4 separate regions of the Mus musculus genome follow, and regions 1, 2 and 3 are each linked to region 4. Evidence: chromatin contacts called from public HiChIP or PLAC-seq and promoter capture Hi-C data. All regions are on one chromosome and are shown on one strand. Each heading gives the region's core, a stretch centred on a gene start, on an enhancer-like site or on the middle of the called end of the contact. The rest is flanking DNA. Distances are from core to core; before and after follow the strand shown. Region 1 holds the start of Cib3 (calcium and integrin binding family member 3). Region 2 holds the start of Hsh2d (hematopoietic SH2 domain containing). Region 3 holds the start of Ankle1 (ankyrin repeat and LEM domain containing 1). Region 4 holds the start of Zfp709 (zinc finger protein 709).

The links. Promoter capture Hi-C pulls out the DNA fragments that hold promoters and counts their contacts. HiChIP or PLAC-seq counts read pairs in DNA pulled down with a chosen protein or histone mark. Capture Hi-C pulls out chosen DNA fragments and counts their contacts.
Region 1: an H3K4me3 HiChIP or PLAC-seq map of embryonic stem cells shows a contact between it and region 4, with 2.9 times the contacts expected there. The contact joins the promoter of Cib3 here to the promoter of Zfp709 in region 4. A contact is called at or near these places in 3 of 39 promoter capture datasets (the C10 cell line, stem cell-derived epiblast-like cells and trophoblast stem cells), 1 of 115 datasets of contacts at active chromatin or transcription factors (embryonic stem cells) and 4 of 9 other capture datasets (adipose tissue, embryonic stem cells, liver and 1 more).
Region 2: a contact with region 4 is called in a promoter capture Hi-C map of the C10 cell line, with 3 times the contacts expected there. The contact joins the promoter of Hsh2d here to the promoter of Zfp709 in region 4. A contact is called at or near these places in 1 of 39 promoter capture datasets (the C10 cell line) and 1 of 9 other capture datasets (liver).
Region 3: a promoter capture Hi-C map of adipose tissue shows a contact between it and region 4. The contact joins the promoter of Ankle1 here to the promoter of Zfp709 in region 4. A contact is called at or near these places in 1 of 39 promoter capture datasets (pre-B cells) and 1 of 9 other capture datasets (adipose tissue).

The regions. Positions count from the first base shown.
Region 1 is chr8:72,208,628-72,214,543 of GRCm38.p6, forward strand. It overlaps Cib3 (calcium and integrin binding family member 3), which reads right to left and starts at 4,210. Exons shown (of 5, transcript NM_001080812.1): 1 at 4,117-4,210; 2 at 1,746-1,857. The coding sequence starts at 4,121.
Region 2 is chr8:72,188,004-72,193,705 of GRCm38.p6, forward strand. Hsh2d (hematopoietic SH2 domain containing) reads left to right here and starts at 1,665. Exons shown (of 6, transcript NM_197944.1): 1 at 1,665-1,684; 2 at 5,436-5,582. The coding sequence starts at 5,458.
Region 3 is chr8:71,404,456-71,409,863 of GRCm38.p6, forward strand. It overlaps Ankle1 (ankyrin repeat and LEM domain containing 1), which reads left to right and starts at 1,557. Exons shown (of 9, transcript NM_172756.3): 1 at 1,557-1,642; 2 at 1,732-1,884; 3 at 2,224-2,329; 4 at 2,407-2,518; 5 at 2,758-3,294; 6 at 3,416-3,587; 7 at 4,210-4,369; 8 at 4,467-4,596; 9 at 4,772-5,408. The coding sequence starts at 1,581. The coding sequence ends at 4,944. Babam1 (BRISC and BRCA1 A complex member 1) reads left to right here. Exons shown (of 9, transcript NM_026636.2): 9 at 1-317. Gm39193 (a long non-coding RNA gene) reads right to left here and starts at 1,556. Exons shown (of 2, transcript XR_870504.2): 1 at 1,421-1,556; 2 at 893-1,264.
Region 4 is chr8:71,879,183-71,884,677 of GRCm38.p6, forward strand. Zfp709 (zinc finger protein 709) reads left to right here and starts at 2,886. Exons shown (of 4, transcript NM_145624.4): 1 at 2,886-3,026. The coding sequence starts at 3,024. Gm5373 (inversin-like) reads right to left here and starts at 1,337. Exons shown (of 13, transcript XM_017313040.2): 1 at 1,015-1,337. The coding sequence starts at 1,055.

The DNA of each region.
Region 1 (5,916 bases), core at 2,960-5,459, 330 kb after region 4:
GGCCCAGGGTCTTTTTCTTCCTGCAGATCCAGATGTAGCACTCTCAGCTACTTCCCCAGCACCATGTCTGCCTGTGTGATGCCATGCCCCTCCCCCCGTCATGATGAAACTAAACCTGAAATTGTAAGCAAGGCCCCAATTCATGCTTTCCTTTATTTGAGTTTCTGTGGTCATGGTGCCACTTCATACCACAGTGACCAACACAAAACCCCAAGAAAAATCATTGGTTCACCAAGTTGGGCTTTGGTAATATCTGTACTTTGGTCTGTCATCTGGGGTTAGTAAATGTTTATTTGTGTTTCCCCAGGATAGATGTCTCTCATCACCTCTGAATGACACCATAAGAGGTGTCAGATCCTCTGGGGTTGGAGTTGCAAGCAGTTCCCCCCCATACATACATATTACCCTCCCCCCAACACTCCCCCCATACACACATATTGCCTTCTTTACACACACACACATTCCATACATATACACACACATCCCCACACACCTACCCACACATCCCCAAACACACCCCCATATTCCACACACACATTCACACATACCCACATCCTCCACAAAACATTTACACACACATATTTCACACACACACAAATTCCCCACAAAACATTTATACATGCACACATATTTCCCCCCACACCCACATTTCCCACAAAACATTCACACACACACACATATTTCCCCCCACACCCACATTTCCCACAAAACATTCACACACACACACATATTTTCCCCCACATCCACATTTCCCACAAAACATTCACACACACACATATTTTCCCCCACACCCACATTTCCCACAAAACATTCACACACACACACATATTCCACACACATACACCTCACATTCCCCACACACATTCTGACACATAAACACACATTCCCTCTCCATTCCAACATACACATTCCCTCCACATTGTCCCCATACACACACATCCCCCACATTCCACACTCATGCACACACATCACTCTCCACACACACACCTCCCTACACCCCCATTTACTCCACACACATTCCTCCTTTAACGAGCATAGTAAAAAAAAAAAAGTGTCCATTAGACATGAAAAGATAGCTTAGTCAGATCCCCACTACCCCCAAGGCTGCCCCTGTTAACCAGAATGCAGTGATATCACACACTCAAGATAACCAGACACAGTCCTAGAACCCCATGATGCCCGCTGCACAGCTCTGCTCTGCACATCTGGAGAGAGGTCACCTTGATCTGGATCCTGGCCCTCAAATCAGAGACTTCTGTTGGACATTGGACTCGATAATCAGCTAAGACATGTTGCGGCATGGGTGATCTGCCTTGGGAGACAGATTTAGGACCTTAGTAAGGAACTTAGATGATGTGAACCTTGTGTGATGAACCTCAGCAGAGTGAAATACAACTTTTGTGTGTGTGGATTCAAGACATGGTTTCTCAGTGTAGCCCTGACTGCCCTGGAATTTGTTCTGTAGACCAGGCTGGCCTTGAACTCAGATCTGCCTGCCTCTGCCTCTGTGTCTTTCTGATCTACCTACAGCCCAGACTAACTTCAAACTTAGAGACTTGCTTGCCTCTGCAAGAGGTCTGAGTCCCACCATGCCCTAGCCCATGAGTGCCCTTTAACCTTGTCCTTCCTATGTGTGCCTCTTGGAGCCCCAGTTTTCTGTAAGATGGAGGTACCCATGACCACATAGGAAAGCAGTAAAGACATTTTCAGTCTGCTTCTGCTCTTTGTCCACAGCCCAGGATTACCTTCAGCTCTGGCATGCTGCCAATCAGTTCATAGGGCACCTTCACCTTGGGACTGGTCGTGTAGTCAAGAGGCACCAACTGAGGGGCCAGGTCCTGGTATCGATAGAACAGCCTGGTATGAGGAAAGAGAAACCGGGAAAGGCTGGGACCAAGAAGCAGAAGGGATTTGACCCTCTTCTTGTGTGTTAACAGTACTCGCTCTACAAGGTCAAATGCTGGTCCCCAGAAGCCTCATGCATGAGTCTGAATCTTGAGTGCACCGAGCCAGAAAGAGCTACCCCTGTTTCCCTCCTCACAGACAAGGCCAATGTAGAGCAAGGAAGTAGAAACCAGGCAAGGAGGAAGAGCTTCCTGGAGGAAGGGACACTGGTACTGGGCTTAGAAGTAGGAGTTCACCAGGAAGATGGAGCTTGAAGAAAGAGGTGTTAATGGTTGATCATTCCACAGCTAGTGTTTGAGGGACCTGGATATATAACCTATACACTCCATCATCACCTCACAGGATCCTGCTTCTACTGCTCCTCCCCTCTGAGCCACCACTTCCTTTGCTGTGTCTACACTAGGAGGCAGGCTTCCTCCAATGGGGCAGGGGACAGACAAGCCACTAACGCTCCTATTCCTAATGCGTCTGCTCCCCAAGTGTTGGGGGTGATGGGCTTGTGCTGCTTCTGGCTGGATTTTTTTAAGGTAACATACAAAACACTGGCCAGCACACATACAACCTTTCCATACACACTCCTCACCTGCCTCCAAGAGACCATCTTTGATACCCCTGATGTCTGCAAGCTGCTAGGAACTATCTCAGGCAAGGATATCCCTGGGTTTTCTCATGACTACATACCTGAGAATAGCTGGAGAGGAGGCTCAGTTCTAAAAATCCCCTCCCCTTGTCAGGAGTCCTGTGGAGGAATGCCCTGAGTGTTTATCTTTCCTTTAAAAATATTTTTATAGTTATGTACTTATTTGTGTGTATATGTGTGCATGCTATAGCACAGGTGTCAAAGTCAGAGGACAACTTGTGGAAGTGGATTCTCTTCTACTATATGGGTTCTGGGATTTGAACTCTGATCCTCAGGTGTGGCAGCAAGCATCTTTGCTTGTTGAGCCATATTGAGGACCCACAGTTTGTCTCTCTTTGTGCCATTCAGTGAGTTCCTCTCTCCTCCCAACCTTGGTTACTCTGTTTAACAATCTGGAAGCCTGGGCCAGTCAGGACTCTGTCCATCTGCCCTGGGAACTGAAGTTCTCCTTGCCCAAGCCTCAGTTTCCCCACCAGTAATCTGATCGTGATGGCCAAAGTGACCTTCCAGTAGTCCTCACAGACAATGGGCTGATGGGTGAGAGGTGTACCCATCAATAATGGATGCCCTGTACCCACATAAGAGGGACTCGACCTGATGCCCCACAGCTGAACCGCAGCCAGCTTGGGTTTCACAGATAATGGTCCAACAGACAGAAGGGTGTCATGGGAGTTTCATCTCTGTCCATCCTGTTGGGCTCAAGCCAGGAACCTGCAGTCACCCAAGGGCTGCCAATACTCCCCCACAATCTCCTTGCCACTTACAGCTGAGGGCTGGATCTCAGCTCTGCAGTGGACTCCCAACCTCAAAGGGCCAGTGTGCCTCTCCAAGGCTCTCGCACCTTCTGTGGCTCCCTGCTACCCTTAGGTAAAAGGACAAGTTCCTCAGTACAAAACCTCAGCCAGTATGACAGGGTGTGACTTCTCAGCCAACAGTCTCTGCCTCAGTCCACTGACCTTGAGGCAACACCCACATCAAAGCATGGTGGTACAGGCTTGCAAGGCAGAGGCAGGTGGATTTCTGTGTTCAGAGTGAGCCTGATTTACAGAAGGAGTTCTAGGACAGCCAGGGCTACACAGAGAAACCCTGTCTCTCAGTGAAAGAAAGGAAGAAAGGAAGGAGGAAAGAAAGAGAAAAGGAAAACCAAGAGGACCCAATATGGCAACAACCTGCCTGATGACCTGGGTTTGACCCCTAAGACTCATGTGGTGGAAAGAGAGACTGGAAAGCTGGACCAGCTATTTAGTCCCAGAACCCACCTAAAGGGGGCAGAAAAAAAAATCAACTCTGCAAATTGTCATCTAACTGCAACACACACACTATATCACATATTCACACATTTGCACACTCACACATCACGCCCCCCTGCAATAATATTTTTTTTAATTGCAGCCAGCTACAGTGACATATACCTGTGATCCCAGCACCCAAGAGGCAGAGGTAATGTTGAGGTTAGGCTGGGCTCATTCTCAAGCAAACAAAACAGAACAATAGCAAAAAGATTGCACAAAGGCCCAGCAGTGACTAGAAAGTTGTTTTGGGGTGTCACCTCCCTTCATTCCCCCACTGACCTCATGATCTCCTTCCTCGTGAAGAAAGTACAGTCCTGTGGGGAGAGAAACCAGCTTGATCCAGACCTGCCTCTGGGTCATCTCTCCCTGTGCCCCTCTACACACTCCAAATCCACACAGACAGCCTGATGTCCCAAACAGGGCTGTGCCAGCCTGGCAGGATCCACTGCACACACCCACCTGGTATTCCTCCAGCTGCTCGTGACTAAACACAGTCTGCTTGTTGCCCATGCTGCAGACTGCAGCCTTGAATACACTGGAACTGAAATTACAGGTGGCTCCTCGGGAGCACCCGTGCTCATAATGTTTGAGCAGATGTTCCTGCCCTGGCTGTCACCTGCCCACCTATCCAGTTGGTTGCCCCAAGCTTGGTGAAGCTCAAGTTACAGCCTGGCTCTCTGGGCAACCTTTTGAATGTGTCCACAGGTGTGGAAGAGGTCTGTGAGAGGTCACAGAGAAGCCATTCTGTCTGGAACACCTTCAAGGGAAAGCCATGCACATACCCCAGTCTACATCCTAGCTTTTCCCCCCTGCTAGCTGTGTGGTCTTGAGTAATTGTCTGACCTCTCTGAACCTTGCTTGTGAAATTGAAATTACATTACCATCTATAGGATCAGTCTGAGGGTGACAGACATATTGGATGTGGCAGTGTGTGACTGTGGCTGAGGCAGGAGGCGGAGGATTCCTATGCTTGCTTCCCTCTCTGCCTCTTCTCTTTTCTCTTCTCTTCTCTTCTCTTCTCTTCTCTTCTCTTCTCTTCTCTTCTCTTCTCTTCTCTTCGCTTCGCTTCGCTTCGCTTCTCTTCGCTTCTCTTCTCTCTCTTCTCTTCCCCTCCCCTCCCCTCCCTTCTCCTCCTCTCCTCTGTCCTCAGCCTTCTTCTTTTTTTTTTTTTTTTTTAGTTTTTCGAGGGTTTCTCTGTGTAGCCCTGGCTGTCCTGGAACTCACTCTGTAGACCAGGCTGGCCTGGAACCCAGAAATCCACCTGCCTCTGCCTTTCCAAGTGCTGGAGTCAAGGGTGTGCGCCACCATGCCCAGCTTGTCCTCAGCCTTTACTCTTTCCCTTTGGCCCTGTCCCAGTCATTTCTGGGTCCCTTCTTTAATGAGGACACTGGCAGACCTAACAATGCATCACTAAGCAGAGGCTGAATAACACCTTGTGCCTCAGTTTACCTATCTGTACAATGAGGTTGTTCTGCTTAGAGGAATATCTGTGACTGTGAAAAAGACCAATCTGAATAAATCCATTCAGAGTACCAGTCATGACTGCTGTCATCTTCTCAGCATCCGTAGTTTATAAAAAAAAGAACCAGCCAGGCGCGGTGGCGCATGCCTTTAATCCCAGCACTCGGGAGGCAGAGGCAAGTGGATTTCTGAGTGAGGGCCAACCTGGTCTACAGAGTGAGTTCCAGGACAGCCATGGCTACACAGAGAAACCCTGTCTCAAAAAAACACCCCCCCAAAAAAAGAAAGAACCAGAAGCTCAGATGTTCCAGACACTGCCTCAGGAACACACAGCTTCATAGGTACGAGGATAAAGATCTCTAAAGGGGCTCACACTCATCTCTGAGGCCATGTTGCTTGGGTATCTGAGACTTTATTTATTTATGTATTCACTCATTTATACATTCATTCATTTGTGTGTGTGTGTGTGTGTGTAAGTTTGGTTTCTAAAACTGTGATAAATAGCATGACCAAAAATAACTTGGTAAGGAAAAAGTTCATTTCATCTTATAGCTTACAATCCACCATGATGGGAAGTGAGGGCAGAAGCTCAAGACAGAAACCCAGGGGCAGAAACTG
Region 2 (5,702 bases), core at 415-2,914, 310 kb after region 4:
CAACAAAGTGTGAGGAGGATTGGAGAGGTCAAGTGAGTTCTATGAAGTTGGCCCCGCCAGTGAAAGCACATCTCATCCTGAGTCTAGGCAAAAGTCAATGAATTAAGTCACAATAACTTGCCCAGATGTGCTGACTCAGCTGAACCCTTGGGCCCTTAAGTGGGTCTATCATCAGAGCCTACACTGGTTTCCTCCACTGTTGGACCTTTGCAGCCCAGAAACTCCCAAGCCTATGCCACCCTGGAGAGGAGCAGGGGTCAGAGAGGCACCAACTCTATCCTAGAAAGTGTTCATTCCAAAGACCCAGGATAGGTGGAAATGCACTGGGTGCAGAGGCAAGACGGAAATGCACTGGGTGCAGAGGCAAGAAGGGGTGGGCCAGGAAGCTTACAGCCAAGTCAGCTATGCCTGTTAGGTACAGGGACACATCACCCAGGACCCAGAGTGTGCACATACATTGTAGTTCATTTTAAAATCAGAAGAAAAATCAGGCATGGACTGGGTCTGCAGCTCAGTTGGCAGGGTACTCACATATGGTGAAAGAACTCCTGGGTCCCATCCCAGTATCGCAGAAAATACAGACACCTCTATGATCCCAGCACCCAGGAGATAGAGACAGGAAGAGCAGAGATGCAACATCATCCTCAGTGTTCTGTGGATTCCAGGCCAGCCAGGATGCTGTGAGATCCTGTTTTAGAAAAATAAAAAACAGAAGGGAGAAAAAAACCAGAATAAGATAGATGGACTCTATGGTTTACTCCAGTTTGTTTTGTTTGTTTGTTTGTTTGCTTGCTTGCTTGCTTTCTTGCTTTGGTTTAGTTTGGATATTGAGTTTGAATGTCCCTATGTTAGCCCAGGCTAGCCTGGAACCCCAAATCCTCCTGCCTCAGGCTACTGAGTACTGCAACTACAGACCCAAGCCATCTTGCTTTGATGTTGGCCTAGAGGGCAACATGACTGTAGAATGATATTTCAAATGAGTTTTGCAAAGGAAGGTATGATAGGTGTTGTGTGTGCAGCAAGTCTGTCCTTTCATGTCTCCTTCATGTCTGGGGCATATGCAGTTCCCTGTCCTGTATATGCATACTGTTCCTGTATCCTGTCCCCCCCAAGCAGCCTCTCCTACTTGTTGCCTTTCACTCTCTGATTGCCATATGCCCATTTCCTGACCTATGACTACTTCAAGGTTGCTGTTAAGAGGCTGGGAATCTAGCTCAGTAGGTAGAGTGCTTGTAGCTCAGTAGGTAAAGTGATTGTAGCTCACTTAGCAAGCATGAAGCCCTGGGTTCCATCCCCAGCAATGCATAATCTTGGCATGATGGTAAACCCTGAGGTCGAGGCAAGAGTCTACTTCAGCACCCCAATTGGGGTGCATAAAGCTGTATCTCAAGGGGGAAAAAAACTAGAAGAATACCAATATTGGGAAGCAGGGCGGCAGCTGTCTCAGCGATTCCATAGAGTTGGTAGAGAGTAAGTACTGAGCAAGGCTTGGCAAGAACAACTCCAGCCTCAGACTCAAGCCTTGAGAGTTATTCTGGTCCCACCCTGTTCACCTGCTGGAGGAAACAGGAACTGACTGAGGCTCCTGGCCCTGCCCCTCTGACGTGTGGACCCTGAACCGAAACTTAAACTCCAGCTCAAGCCAGCTCAAGAGCCCTTCGGAACACAACCCAAGCTGTCCAAGGTATGCATCCTACATCCTGCACCCTGCATCCAGAATCCTGGCATCCCTGCATCCCAACATGCCCCAGCTTCAGAGGCTCTGGGACTTCAGCACTGGGTGTAGTGGTGCTAGAAGATGAGAGAAGGGTTTACCAGAGGAGGAAAGCATTGCAAGGGCTAAACTCTGGCATGGCTCTCCACACAAGTCATTGCAGCGCTTTGGAGGCCGAGGCAGGCTGTACACGTTTGAGGCTGGTTTCAGCTAGCTACATGGTGAGACCTGATTCATAGAAACCAAGTGTTCCAAGAAAACCACGAGGGGAAGGCAGAGAGAGGTAAAGCCCCTCCGGCCCCACGGGGTTTTACTGGAGCTGCCAGAGAAAGGAAGGAATTTAACTGAGAAGCTCCGGGAGAGGGTGGGACTGTGGCCAGGGTTTTGTTTGAGCAGGGGAGGCAGGGAAGCTGGCTGGAGGAAGGGACATTTGTATTGAGTCTTGAAAGACTTGTAGGAGTGTTCTGAAGTAGAAAGAGAATAAACATTGAGACCTTTCTGTGTAGCATGTAGCTGGGTTCAGCTGTACTTTAGAGACACGTGTATCTGCTTCATGATGGTGCTACACTCTGGGAGACATGTTGGTAGGTGATAGCCTGGACAGGATTGTCTGTTGCACTCCTGGAGGCCTAGACTCCAATGTGCTTGAACACGGTCAGAACTAGAGCACTGTGGCAAACATGTGCCTGTCTCTGCCTGTGAAGCACAGTGAATAATGAAATAAAAAGGGGAAGTAAACTGAAGTGGGTGGTGCACTCCAGAGGCAGAGGCAGAGGCAGGGGGATCTCTGAGTTCAAGGCCAGCCTGGTCTATAGAGCAAGTTCCCCGGACAGCCAGGGCTTTACAAAGAAAACCCGTCTTGAAAAAAAACAAAGACAAAAAAAAAAAAAAAAAAAAAGAAGAGAAAGGAGGCAGTGGGAGACCCTCCTAGGGACGTTGTCTAGTCACACTCGGCAAGGCAGCCAACCTTCATTCAAAGACTGTTTCAATCCATACAGTGAAGAGTAAGTGAGGAAGAGCCAGTGTCAGCTGCAGGCCTACACACACAGCTGCACACACACGTGTCTGTACACATGGTCACCCCCCCCATACACATTCAAAATTTTTAAATATTAGAATGAGGCTGGAGAGTCGGCAGTTAAGAGTGTACACTGCTCTTGCAGAGTTGCTGAGTTTAGTTCCCAGTGCCTGCATAAGCTTAATGGCCCCTGTAAATCTGGCTCCAGGGATCCAACGCCCTCTTCTGGCCTCCAGTAGTACCTGCATACACATGGCTATTACACTCACACACATTCTCACACACAGAGAGGCACACACATACACATAAATAAAAATTAAAATCTTTTTTGAAAACAAAAAGCAATTAAATAAATAAAAACCAGATATTAGGAGAAATTCAGGTTTTTGTTTTGTTTTGAGACTGGCCTAGAAACGTCTGACCCTTCTGTCTCCTTCTGTAAGTACTAAGATGGCAGATGTACACCACTACATCTGGCTTTTCTTTTTTTTTTAAGATTTATTTATTATTATATGTAAGTACACTGTAGCTGACTTCAGACATACCAGAAGAGGGTGTCAGATCTCATTATAGGTAGTTGTGAGCCACTATGTGGTTGCTAGGATTTGAACTCAGGACCTCTGGAAGAGCAGTCAGTGCTCTTAATCGCTGAGTCATCTCTCCAGCCTCTGGCTTTGCATTTTTAATTCAGGATCTCCCTGTGTATCCTTGGCCAGATTTGAACTCCTGGTAGTTCTGCCTCTACCTCCCAAGTGCCATTACAGGTATGTAGCCATAGCCTGGGGTATATTCCAGCACAGTGTAAACTGGACTTGGTAGAATAGCCCTGTCATCCCAGCACTTGGGAGGTGGAGGTGGGAAGATAAGGCCAGCCTGGAATAAACGAATCCACGGGGGGGGGGGGGGGGGAGAGAGAGAGAGGAGAAGAGAGGAAGAGAGAGAACAAACAAAGAGGATGCCTCCCACCTCTTTATATATTCATAGCTGTATAAACAATTTACGTGATGTACAATGCATTGATTATATATATATATATACATATATATTATATATATATTTATATAGTGTTCTATCCCAGCCATCCCCTTAATGATTCTTTTTTTTTTTTTTTTTTTGGTTTTTTGAGACAGGGTTACTCTGTGTAGCCCTGGCTGTCCTGGAACTCACTTTGTAGACCAGGCTGGCCTCGAACTCAGAAATCCGCCTGCCTCTGCCTCCCAAGTGCTGGGATTAAAGGCGTGCGCCACCACGCCCGGCCCCTTAATGATTCTTAATGGCAGAAGTTAAGTTAGTGACTTCATCACACAGCAACTGTGCAGGGTAGAATTTGAAACCAGACCATCTGCTTCTAATTCCAAACTCTTTGATACCTGCCACTGCAGGCCTTATCATGCAGAGTCCCTGGCCTAGAAAAGACAGAACTTGACAAAGATTGTCCACCTCTGTAGAACCCCTGCTGAGAGAGACTAGGAAGGCTAGAGGACAGGGATAGTGTGAGCTTGGTTATTAATGGATTCAATAAATGACTGTCCTCTGGGGGGCCACACCCTTGAGGGAATGTGTTTGTTTTCTGTGAGGTCAGCATCAGCCACCCTTTGTCAACAGACCCCTCCCTATTGGATCACCAATGTGCCAAAGGCATTCTCCAAAGTCCCAGAGCTGGAGGTAGAGACTGCAAAAATCAGGTCTAGGGACTGACTGAAAGTGACTGAGGAGCCATAGAGAAGATCTTTTAGCTGGTTTTCCTTCAATTTAAAACTTAATACTGGAGCCGGGCGTGGTGGTGTACACCTTTAATCCCAGCACTCGGAAGGCAGAGGCAGGCAGATTTCTGAGTTCAAGGCCAGCCTGGTCTACAGAGTGAGTTCCAGGACAGCCAAGCCTGCACAGAGAAACCCTGTCTCAGGGAAAACAAAAAAAAAAAAAAAAAAAACAAAACAAAACAAAAAAACCTTAATGCTGTTTTGCATTTCAGGACCAGGTCACTTCTCTAGCTCTATGTCACCAACCCCCAAAGCCCAGCAGTACCAATATGAATATGAATTAACAGTGCGTAGTGGTAGAGGCAGGATTGTGCCACCAGTCTTGGCTACATAGTGAGTTTCAGGCTAGCCTGTCTCAAAACAAACCAAAAGCCCACTCAATCAGTCAAATACTTCCCATGTGAGATTGAGGGTCTGAGCTCAAATTTGCCTTTCAGCAAGCATGGAGACAACAAAGCAAGACAAACACCCACCTAGCATGGTGTCGGGGTCTGGGAGACAGGAGGATCCTGGAATTCTGTGAGCAGCTGCAGGTTCAGTAACAGACCCTGTCTGGGAAGAGATGTCTCAGCCATTAAGGGCACTCGATGCTCTTTCACACATACACTCACACACACACACACACACACACACAGAGGATGGATAGATAGATAGATAGATAGATAGATAGATAGATAGATAGATAGATAGATAGATAGATAGATAGATGTAAAACCAAACAAAAAAACATAGTACAGAGCAATAGAGGAAGATACTTGATCCCTCCTTCATACTCACTCTTGCTACAGCAGCAGTGTCTGCTACACTGTAGTCACCAGGAAGCAAGTCTGTGTCCACAGGAATTGCCCTATCTCTGGCCACCTGGCAGACTCCCAGCATGAGACACCACCGTCTGTAATATTAGAGTGAAGAGACACTCACCTCTCCCTCCTCCCCCTAGGTGACCACCTTCTCTGGATGCCATGGCAGAAGCCAGGAGGCTGCCCCCACCACTACCTCCTCGGCTGGACTGGTTTGTGCACACCCAGGCGGACCTGCTAGCCCAATCCGGGATCCCCGAGTGGTTCCATGGCACCATCTCCCGAGAGTAAGACATAGTACAACCCCCATCCTACCTAGAAGATCCTACTTCTTGGTCCTTCACGCCTAACCACAGTGAGCATTTGAGTGAGCGATCAGGGGCCCCCTGTTCAAACCAATATCAGTT
Region 3 (5,408 bases), core at 307-2,806, 480 kb before region 4:
TTGGCCCATGCTCAATCCCACTCTGTCCACTGTAAATTCATTCTTCCTGGGACTATTTTTGTCACCGGAATAAAAATCTGAGGTCCCTGAGCCCACCCTTGGTGTCACTTTGGGCTCACTGAGACCTGTTATTAATGTCACAGAAAACAGGCACTAAACAAAGCAGTGGTGTATGGCTTCAGGCTCAGCTGTATCCGAGTAACCCACAGGCTGGTGTTCACTGCGCTTTCCAAACTCCTCTTCATCCTACAGAACCCACTCCAGATGTTCTTTTATCCAGAAAGTCCTCCAGAAACAGGGAAGATCTATTGAAAGTGGAACTGGTATGGCTGTCATATTTGGGACCTCCTAGATACACAAAAGTCCCAGCTCCAAGTGGGAAGTGGGTTCTGATGACACCTGTCACCCCCAATCTCAGTATCCTGATCTGATTGAACTTGTGTAGCCATGTGGTCTCGCCATGAGCAATCACTGCCTAGGGTTTGGAACCCTGATGTCCTAGGCAAGGATGGGGACATAGGGTGTGCGCCCTAGAAGAGGAAGGGAAACCCAGGAACCCCCCAGCCCCAGGTCAGACCAGAGGTTCAACCTGTCCACCTTCTCCATTTATAGAAAACAAAATGGCAGTGGGTGGGAGTTGGGCTCACCTTGATACAGGCGGCTGAGACATGAGGAGGCCAGTTCTAGGTTAGCAGGGCCCGCATTGGGAAGCACTGGATCAAACGGTGCATAAAAAATAGGCCAGGAGCCTATGATGACTCAGCCATTTAGAGCACAAGCTGTTCTTGCGGAACACCCGGGTTCAGCTCCCACACGGGGTCTCACAAGTCCACTTTCCGGGGATTCGATGCCCCATTTCTGGTCATGCAAGCAAAACACCCACACACTTTAGTTAATTTAAAAAGTAGGTCAGCTTGATTTTCTGGCCTTTGCATTTATTGGGCACTTAGTGTTGAGCCCTGTACTCCCATTTGCAAATAAGGAAAATGAAGCTCTTTATATTTTTTAATTAATTAATGTGTATGTGCACACGTGCGTGTGCTTGTGCAGGCTCCCGGCCCAGGCACACGTGTCGAAGTCCGCCTGTTCCTTCTTTCCAATGTGTGGGTTCTGGGTATCGAACCCAGGTCACTAGACTTGGCAGCAAGCATCTTGACCAGCTGTGCCGTCTCGCTGGTCCTCTCAAAGCTCTACTCCACAGAGCTACAGCCAACTCAGCTGTGCCATGCTGTTCCTCGGGAGTCTGATCCCAGCACTCGGTTGGCTGAGACAGGAGAATGACTGTAAGTTTTTGAATACCTTGAGGTCCGTCAGGGGTATCCAGGAGTTTGTTTTGTTAAAGACAAAGAGAGGCCCCGCTCTTTATCCCCAGCTCCCCTGGAATTTGCTGTAATTCTCCTGGCATCCCAGATGTACGCACCAAACCCTGGAGTCCCTCTGGCTTGCTCCGGACGTAGGGTGCAGCTAGTCAATCCCGATCGGCGTGGGGCGGGGCCAGAAGCAGAGGTGGGCGTGGCTGCGCGTGCGTAGACAGTTGCCGCGCGAATTTGAACTGCAGAGGGCGGTGACTCCTATGGGACATGGCCGATACTGCATGCTTGGCTCTGAGGCTGCTAGCAGCACTACGCGAGGAGGAGGCGCGGTGAGGGCGGCCGGGTCCGGGTGCTACCCGACCTTCTGCTCCCCGGGTGGTCAGGAGGTCTGAGGTCTACTGTGCTCGTCCTCCTGCAGGGCTGTGGAGGAGCTGCTGCGCCTCGGAGCGGACCCCAACCTGGTGTTGGACGATGGCGCTGCGGCGGTGCACCTGGCAGCCAGAGCGAGCCACCCGCGCGCCCTGCATTGCCTTCGGATGCTGCTGCGCTGGGGAGCGGATCCCAATGCTCGGTGAGGCGCGGCCCGGGTCCCTGGGTGCGGTAGGCGTGACTTGGGACAGCGGCACTGGACGTCAGGCTCCGGGTCCGAGGCGTCAGTCAGGTCTAAGATGGAAATGTCTGCTTCCAAGGTCGGGTACAAGGTGTCCCATAACTGTCATCTGGCACTCTGGGAGACTGAGGCAAGAGGATGACCGTGAATTAGAGTCTCACATGGTAGTGGGCACCGGTCATCCCAGCACGGGGAACTGAGGCAGGAGGAGCAGGAGTTCATGGCTAGCCTGGGCTATGCGAGACTGCCTAGGAAAGGAACCAACGCCGCACACCTCTCCTCTGTCTTTGGGGATCCCAGGTCCGCGGAGGGGCTGACGCCTGTGCATGTGGCTGCCGCGTGGGGCTGTTGTGGTGCTCTGGAGTTGCTGCTGAGCCGAGGAGGTGACCCCACACTGCGGGACCAGGTCAGTACCCCGCGCAGGCACACATGGGTGGCAGGAGGGTGGGTTAAGGACGCCCCCTGCTGACGGTGACTGCACAGGATGGGCTCAGGCCCTTGGACTGGGCACTACAGCAGCGACACCACAACTGCGCACGAGTGCTGCAGGAGCTGGACACGCCCACCCAGCCTGATGAGACCCGAGAACCCACAGGTGAGAGGAACTGAGGGGGTGTACCGGGCTACCACACTGCCCGGCCCAGTTCTGTTTGTACATCTATCGTGTCAATCACTATCCATGGTCTATCTTATCGGTCACATAACTATCATGCCAATTACCTACCTGTCAGTCATCTCGCACCTATATCATTTATCATGTCTATATCATACCTGTTTATATCTGTGTTATATCTGATTACTTATTTATCCATACATTTATACATCTATATGCAGAGACGTTTCATGTAGCCCAGGGTAGCTTTGAAACTGAAACATGCCAAGGACCTGCCTTAGCAGAGTCTTCTGGAGTTTCTCAAGATTCGGAGTTGCACGTGCATAGAGCTGAGCTGGAGGTGGAGGCTGTAGAGGTGGCTGTGCATCCCCAGAGCTCTGAGGCCACCGAGAACTCAGACTACAGCAGCGATGCTTCGTTTGTCACTGCAGTGGAGGACTCTCTGCAGCCCGGGCGCCCTGGGGGGGCATTGGAGCTAGTGGCTGGCTTGTGGGTAACCCGTGGGGCTGTGTCAGCTGGGAAGGGAGCACCCAACTGCCAGCCGCAGGTCCTGACATTGACTGCAAGGGACACGGACAAACCCGTACTGCCTGGTGATGGGGATCTGGGGGCTTTGCACCCCCACAGTTCGGTGCCCCCCATGTCGGATCTGCAGCTCCTCCAGGCCCTGCGGGCGCTGGGCTATAGCCCTGGACCCGTCACACCTTTCACCAGAGGACACTATCTACGGCGGCTGCAGGAAGCCCAGGCTAGCCGTGGTGAGTCCTTAGGTGGTGGTATTCAGAGTCTGGCTACACTCCAGGAATCCTGCCTTGGCTGTTAGATAAACCACCCTCACCAGCTTTTGTCCTCCACCCTGAATCCGTTTCCCCTCCCCAGCTGATGTAGGGCATAGCCAAGAACTGGCGGAGGCACTAAGGACAGGCACCATCCCTGACTGCCAGGTGGATGAGGAAGCCCTGGCTCAGTGCTTTCAGCGGCTGGATCCCTTGAAGAAGTGGCGGGAAGGCATTACAAAGTCTAGTTTTACGTATCTACTTCTCGACCCCAGGTATGGTGACAGAAAAGCCAGGGGCTGAAATTAGAGGATGACTGTGCAGAGCAAAACTCCGCTCTGCAAGTTCCTTTCTGGTTGGGTAGGGGAAGGGCTACCCCTTGCTGATAGTTTCTGCCTCCATCTCATGGTTTATAAGATCAGACTGTGATCTCAGGTCAGGGTTGTAACATCAAACTCAAAACAACAAAACAAAAAACCCCCAACAAACAGTAGGAATTTGCTCTTGATTCACTGTGTGTACCTAGGGAAGGGATTAGTCTTCTCTGTTTGCCACCTCCTTTAGAAATGGTGTCTGGGGCCGGGCAGTGGTGGCGCATGCCTTTAATCCCAGCACTTGGGAGGCAGAGGCAGGCAGATTTCTGAGTTCGAGGCCAGCCTGGTGTCTGGGGTCAGTTCTAGCTGTGAGTACCCATTTTATGGTGTCCTGGAAGTGGGTACAGTGGCCATTCTCCCTGTCTGCCATCATCACCCCTCCTTTTCACACTGTATGTTCTGTGCATGTGACTGTGTGCATGTGCTCACACACTGTGGTGCTCATGTAGAGGTCAGAGGACAGCTCGTGGAAGTCTGTTCTCTTCTGTCATGTGGGTCCCACATGGGCTACTCTGTACCCCAGGCTGACGAAGGACCTGCCGGCCCGAGCCTCTTCCCTCACACTGGCTGAGTGTCTGCAATGTTTCGTGAGAGCCATCTTCTATGTGGGCAAGGGAACCCGAGCCCGACCAGATGCCCACCTCTGGGAAGCCTTTGGCTACCATGACCAGCCAAGGAAACAGGTGGGGCATGAGAGACAGGGTTGGGGTGCATCAGCCACCCTTCAGGCCTGGGAGGAAGATAGCTTAGGATCCCAGCTGATCCTCTACTATCCCCCAGGTCTGTCCCAAGGTTCGCCGGATCTTAGACATCTGGGCTAGTGGCCGGGGCATCATCTCTCTGCACTGCTTCCAGCATGTGGTGGCCATGGAAGCGTACACTCGGGAAGCCTGTCTGTTGGATGCCCTAGGTAGGGGTCTGGCTTGTAGAGGTCACATGAAAGGTATCCGAGCTATGAATCCCTTTGCTCTCTCCCTCGCTGTCCACTCATGAACTCATTCACATGTACAGTTACCAAGTACCAAATGTGCTGTTGGATTGGGTGGGGCGGAGGTCACTCCTGTTACCTCACCTCTTTTGACCAGGTCTCCAGACACTGACCAACCAGAAACAAGGGCACTACTATGGAGTGGTTGCCCATTGGCCACCCTCTCGGCGTCGGCGTTTGGGGGTGCACCTGCTACAGCGTGCTCTGCTGGTCTTCCTGGCTGAGGGGGAGAGAGAGCTGAGGCCTCAGGACATTCAGGCTCGAGGCTGAATGCTGAGGATGTGACATGAATCCTGAGCCATCAAGGTGTCTGAGCATCTGGCTGGTTCCTAACTGTTCCCAGCTCTAGCTTCAGAGGACAGTGTGTTTTCTTGTGTGTGTGTGTGTGTGTGTGTGTGTGTGTGTGTGTGTGTGTGTGTGTGTGTATGTGTGTATGTGTGTGTGCGTGCGCGCGTGTGTGTGCGTGTATGTGTGTGTTTTTAAATATGTGACAGTATTTCTTAATCAAGCTGAGTGAACATTGGGATACATGGTGCTTCTGGAAGAGTAGTGAGCTCCCCATCACGGGAGGAAAACAAGCCAAGGAGCAGAAGCTATTCTGGAGCACCACCTTTAATCCCAGCATTCAGGAGGCAATAGCAGACAGAGCTCTGTGAGTTCAAGGACAGCCTGGTTTATAGAAATGAGTTCCAGTGCAGCCAGGGGATATACAGAGAAACCATGTCCCCCAAAAC
Region 4 (5,495 bases), core at 1,636-4,135:
GTTGTAAAAGGGGGCCTTGATAAACAGGTAGGAGGAAACACAGTAGTGGGTGACTCAGCAAGGCTCTCAATCTGGAAGCACTTTTGAAGAGAACCCTTAGGTTATCAGAGTTTATAAGCCCTGCTGAGGAAGCAGAGTATAAGAAGGAATAATATTCATTAAATTGTGCAGATCATGAAACAGCTATTAAAATTCATATGGAAATAAGAACATGGTCAGAAAACTGACAACTGGGGAAGAACTGCTGTTAAAATAATCTCATTTAATACATTTGTGTTATAATATGCTAGAGATCAAAATCTTGTGAAGAAAAATGATCCAGCTATACCACTCCTTGGCATATGCCCAAAAGGCTCTACATCCTGCTCCACAGATATTGGCTCAGTCATGTTCATTGGTGCTCTATTCATAGTAGAAGCAACCAAATGTCTATCAACTTATGAGTGGATAATGTGGTATATTGAAGAGACACAGCAGGAAACCTGCCTCTGCACTTTCCAGCTAATCGATACTCTTGCCCACCCCACCCCACAGCCCCCCACTCCCACTCAGGGAGCAGCAGCTGCCAGCTTTGGGAACAGACAAAGGGCAACACATCCCAGCCTCTGTGTCACCGAGGCTGGCACTCTCCTTGATAGATAACTAATTTTTCTCCAGTGCAGATGGCTCCTGTCCTTGAGGGAAACAAGGACCAAACAGCCTTGAAATGATACAGTGGCCCACTCTTGGGCCATGAGAGAAGGGCAGTTAAGTGTTCCTAGACAGCTTTGACCAGTTTGTAAAAGCACACTAGTTCCTGATAGCACCATAAAGTTACTTCCCAGGTCAGAAGAGTCCCCCACTTCCAGCTGCATGATTCTGCCCCGCTGTCTGAACAAAAGATAGCAGGTTTGAAGGATGCTTCTTCCCCTTGTCACCTCCCCTGTTATGGAACCCCAAAGCCCGAGGATTCCCTGCTTATGCGTGTGCATATAAATACTCTAAGCCCCTGGACATAGGCATTGCATTTCTAACCTGCACAGTGGGAGAAGGCTTGCGATCTGAGACTGACTCATAAATTAAGGCTCTCTTTGTTATATTGCATCAGACTGGCAATTCTTAGAGTTCTTCTGGGGTTCCTGAGACCTGGGCATAACAATATAAACACAATGGAAATTCTATTCAGTTGTAAAGGAAAACAAATCATAAAACTTGCAGGTAAATGAATGGAAGTGTAAAATAAACTGAGAACCCAGGAGGTAAGGGGAACTACAATCCAGAAATGGAGGGCACACCTATGATACAAATTTTGAGGCTGAAGACTCAAGCTTCTGACCCAGATCTTGACATGGAGATCTTGAGCCACAGTGGCTGTGAAAATCTTAGGCCCAGGCAAGGTAATACATACCTTTAGTCCCAGAAAACTGAGGCAAGCAGATCTCTGAGTTCAAGGCCAGCCTGGAACAAAGCAAGTTCCAAATCTAGGCATGGTAGTACACACGTTTAATCTGGGCCATACCTCCTGCTGGAGTCCTACAAAAAGAAATTGAAAGAAGGCTCTTTGCCCGCTTACACTTACTTGCCATCTGTTGCAACCTACTTCTTCAGGATCCCAGCCTATACAGAAGACCAGCTGACACAGCCAGCCTCGTGAGACTGAGCAACTAATAGAGCCTTGGACTTCCCATTCCCAGCTGCCCATTGTTGGGTTAGTTAGACTACCAACTGTAAGACATTACAATAAATTCCCTTAAAATATAGAGACAATCCATAAGTTCTGTGAGTCTAGAGAACCCTAATATAGGAAGCCACATTTCTTATATTATACTTAGGAGTATTTTGCCTGCATATATGTCTGTGTACCACATACCTGCCTTCTCTAGCAGAGGTAAGAAGGTAGATGTTAAGAGCTCCTGGAACCGGGCTTGATACATTCTGTGTGAGCTGGGAAATGAATCCAGGCTCTCTGGAAGATCAGCCAGTGCTCTTAATCGCTGAACCATCTCTCCAGGCCCATTACACCTTTCGTAATGCTACTGTTTAATTTATACTAAAAATCGTTTTAAACTTTAGTCTTGCTTCATACTGATTCAGCCTAAAAATTTTCTGCAGCAACGTGTGTGTGTGTGTGTGTGTGTGTGTGTGTGTGTGTGTGTGTGTGTCCTGGCTTTGCCTGAATGGAGGTCTCGAGCAGGTGGTAGACACTTTCTGCTTCTCCGGAAAATACATTTGTTCTCTGAGGTAAAGGGCTGTCTCTGTGAGACACTCTGTGAGACATTTCTCCAGAAATCGGCAACCAGAAAGATCTATAGAGGACAGGTAGAAACGGATTCTCTCTCAGGAAAGCCAGGAGATTTCTGCTTTAATGGAATTTATCTACCAATCTGGGCTGGTCTTCAACAAGAAAAGAAACCTAGCTAGAAAGGGTTATGGTTGGAATATGTCGTTTTGGTTCTCCTCAGTCCGGTAGGGACTCGCTTATTCTGTTCCTCACTAGCTGAACACTCATCAAAAGGCAGAAAGCGGTATGAACTGTCCAATGAAGACAGTCGGAGAGCAGAGCGGAAGTTCCTCTTCCACCATCCTTTTTCCGTGAGCCAGGATTGTCGCAGGATTGCATTGTCGTGGCAGCTGAGGTAGTAGGGGTCGCCAACCCCGGGAGCCTTGGTGAAGGCCTTGGGTGGACCGAGAGCTGTCAGAACCTGGGGACCGGCGGGCGTAGCGGAAGTCCCTCCCCTGCCCTCTCATTTTCGGGTGCTGTCACACCCGCAGAGCTGTACGAGCTCAAGAGAACCTCCCTAGCCATGTGACACTTTAGCAGGAACAGTTTTGAGAGCCGCAAGGATGCGCGGGACAGCGCGTGCGTCTGCTGACCCTTCAGAAGCTCCTGCGGACAAGGCGGAAGTGCCTCTGCCGCCCGCTCCCTTCCGGCGCGGTGCTGTCCGGTCAGCTGAGAACCCGAGGTGACTGATCGATCCTCCGTGGCCCGGAGACGGGCGAGCCCAGGAACCGCCGCGGGGCCGCTGGAGGCCCTGGGAGCAGACATGGTGAGCCCTGGGTGAGCGAGGCGGATAGGCAGGCCTGCTGGGAAGCCCTCGACCCCCTGCTCCTAGGGTGGCGGGACCCCGGCGTCTTCTTCACCTTCGCCTCTGCAGGTCTGCACCTGGGACTCCTGAGTGCGCGGTGCAGAGAGCCGAGGGGCTCCAGGCTCTGGGCCAGGGATCCACTACTACTCACGTTCCTGAGAACCTCTGATGGTCTTTAGAAACAACATCAAAAATCCATGAATTTGCTTTCCCCACCCCATCCCAGTACTTCTTAGGCCTAAACGTCCCTAAATGTTTAGATATTTACCGTTTGACAAACTCATTAAAACTACACAAGTAGTTGGGGCGAGAGAAATAACAAATGTTTTGTCCTAGAAATGATGTGGGCATTGATCTAAAGTGGAATGAAGGGCAAATTCTATTTCAAAGGAGAATTGCAATAGAGGGGAAGCCCCAAATATAAGATGTGCTAGCATCTCCGGGGTACTGGAAAAAAAGGAGAGAAACTTAAGGAAACATTGCTTGGTAAGGATTTTGTTTTTACTGATGAGGTTATTGTTTTGAAGCAAAAGTGGGCCTTTAGTTAGTTGAGTTAGTTAGAGATGGCCTGTAGTCGGTGCTATGTATCAAAGGGGAAATGGAAAGAAGGAAAATAAGGTATGTGGAGATCCCCAAGTGAAATGTCTTGTCCACTAAGAGTTCCTCTACTCAGTTTCTGTAGTAATATATTTTATGAGCTGTGCCTATGTACTAAGATGGTCTCTAAGCTTATGGACAGTTTGGCCTGTCTTTGGGTTCCTTTGTGAACTGTGAGGGAATCAGGCTTCCTGGTTTTCTAATGTATGCGCTTAAAGCTATAGACTCCTTTCATATAGGACTCTGTTTTTATGTGTTCCTGAAGGTTTTGTTGTTTTTTTCATTTTGATATTGTTCCAGGAATTTTGGTTTCTTTCTTTATTTCCTCTTTAGCCCATTCATCATTCAGTACTAAGTTGTTTAATTTCTGTGAGTTTGCATGCTTACTAGAGACTTGTTTGCAGTTATTTTTAAGTTCCATTGCACAGTGGACAGGTAAGACCCATAAGTTATTTCAGCCTTTCAGAATTTGTTAAGCTTTGTTTTATGTCCCAAGATATGATCTGTTTTTGAGAAGCCTCCATGAACTGCTCAGTAGAATGTATATTCTTTCATATTTTGGTGGAATATTGATGTTTCTCTAGTTCTTATCCAGATAACCTGTCTATTGGACACAGGTATTAAAATGACCTAATACTGGATTAGTGTTAATCTGTGTCTTTAATTCCACTAGTATGCTTTTTTAAGATACACATACACACACATATGAGTGTATAGTCTGCATATAAGTATACATACCATGCATGTCTGATGCCTGTGAAGGTCAGAAAAGAGCATTCCCTAGAACTGTAGGTGTGTCAACTTGAAACATAGTGGAGTTATCACAGAGAAAGGAGCCTCCCTTGAGGAAATGCCTCCATGAGATCCAGCTGTAAGGCATTTTCTCAATTAGTGATCAAGGAGGGAGGGCCCAACCCATTTCGGGTGGTGCCATCCCTGATCTGGTTGTCCTGGATGCTATAAGAAAGCAAGCTAAGCAAGCCAGGGGAAGCAATCCAGTAAGCAGCACCCCTCCGTGGCCTCTGCATCAGTTCCTGCCCTGTGTGAGTTCCTATCCTGACTTCCTTTGGTGATTAGCAGCAATGCGGAAGTTTAAGCTGAATAAACCCTTTCCTCCCCAACTTGCTTCTTGGTCATGGTGTTTTGTGCAGGAATACAAACCCTGACTAAGACAGAAGTCAAAGGACAGTCTTTGTTGTTCACTACTGCATATTCCAGGCTAACTGACCCATCAGCTTCCAGGGATTCTCCTGGCTTTAAATGCCACCTTGTCATAGGAGTTCCTAGACCTTGGACACTGAACCACAAGATTTGTTTTGCTCTGCTGAACGTTGGTTATGTGTTTTGATTTTATTGTAATTATGCCTTTGATTCTACCTGTTTCAAGTAAGAAAGCATTTAAACTTTAATTTTTTTTTTTTTTTTGGATTCCACAGTTAAAATTATAAATATGCCTTACCATCTCTGGCTCTGCTTGAATTCTGACAGTTCAAACTCAGGCTTACACAGTGGATGCTTTATGTGCTGAGCCATCTCCTAGACCCTTCCATGAACTTTTTTTCTTTCCTTATATATTCCTCTACTCTTCCCTGTTCCCTTCCCACCTTCCTTCTCCCCCACATCCATTCCTCTTCCAGAAAATAGCTGGCTTCCCAGGGACATCAACCAAACACAGCATGCAAAACAAGATACAGTAAGACTATGCACAAACTCTCATCATGTCAAGGCTGAATGAGGCAACCCAGTAGGAGGAAATGGGTCCCAAGATCTAGCAACAGTCAGGCACACCTGCTCCCACTCTTCAGGGTCTCACAAACCACCAAGCTAACAGCT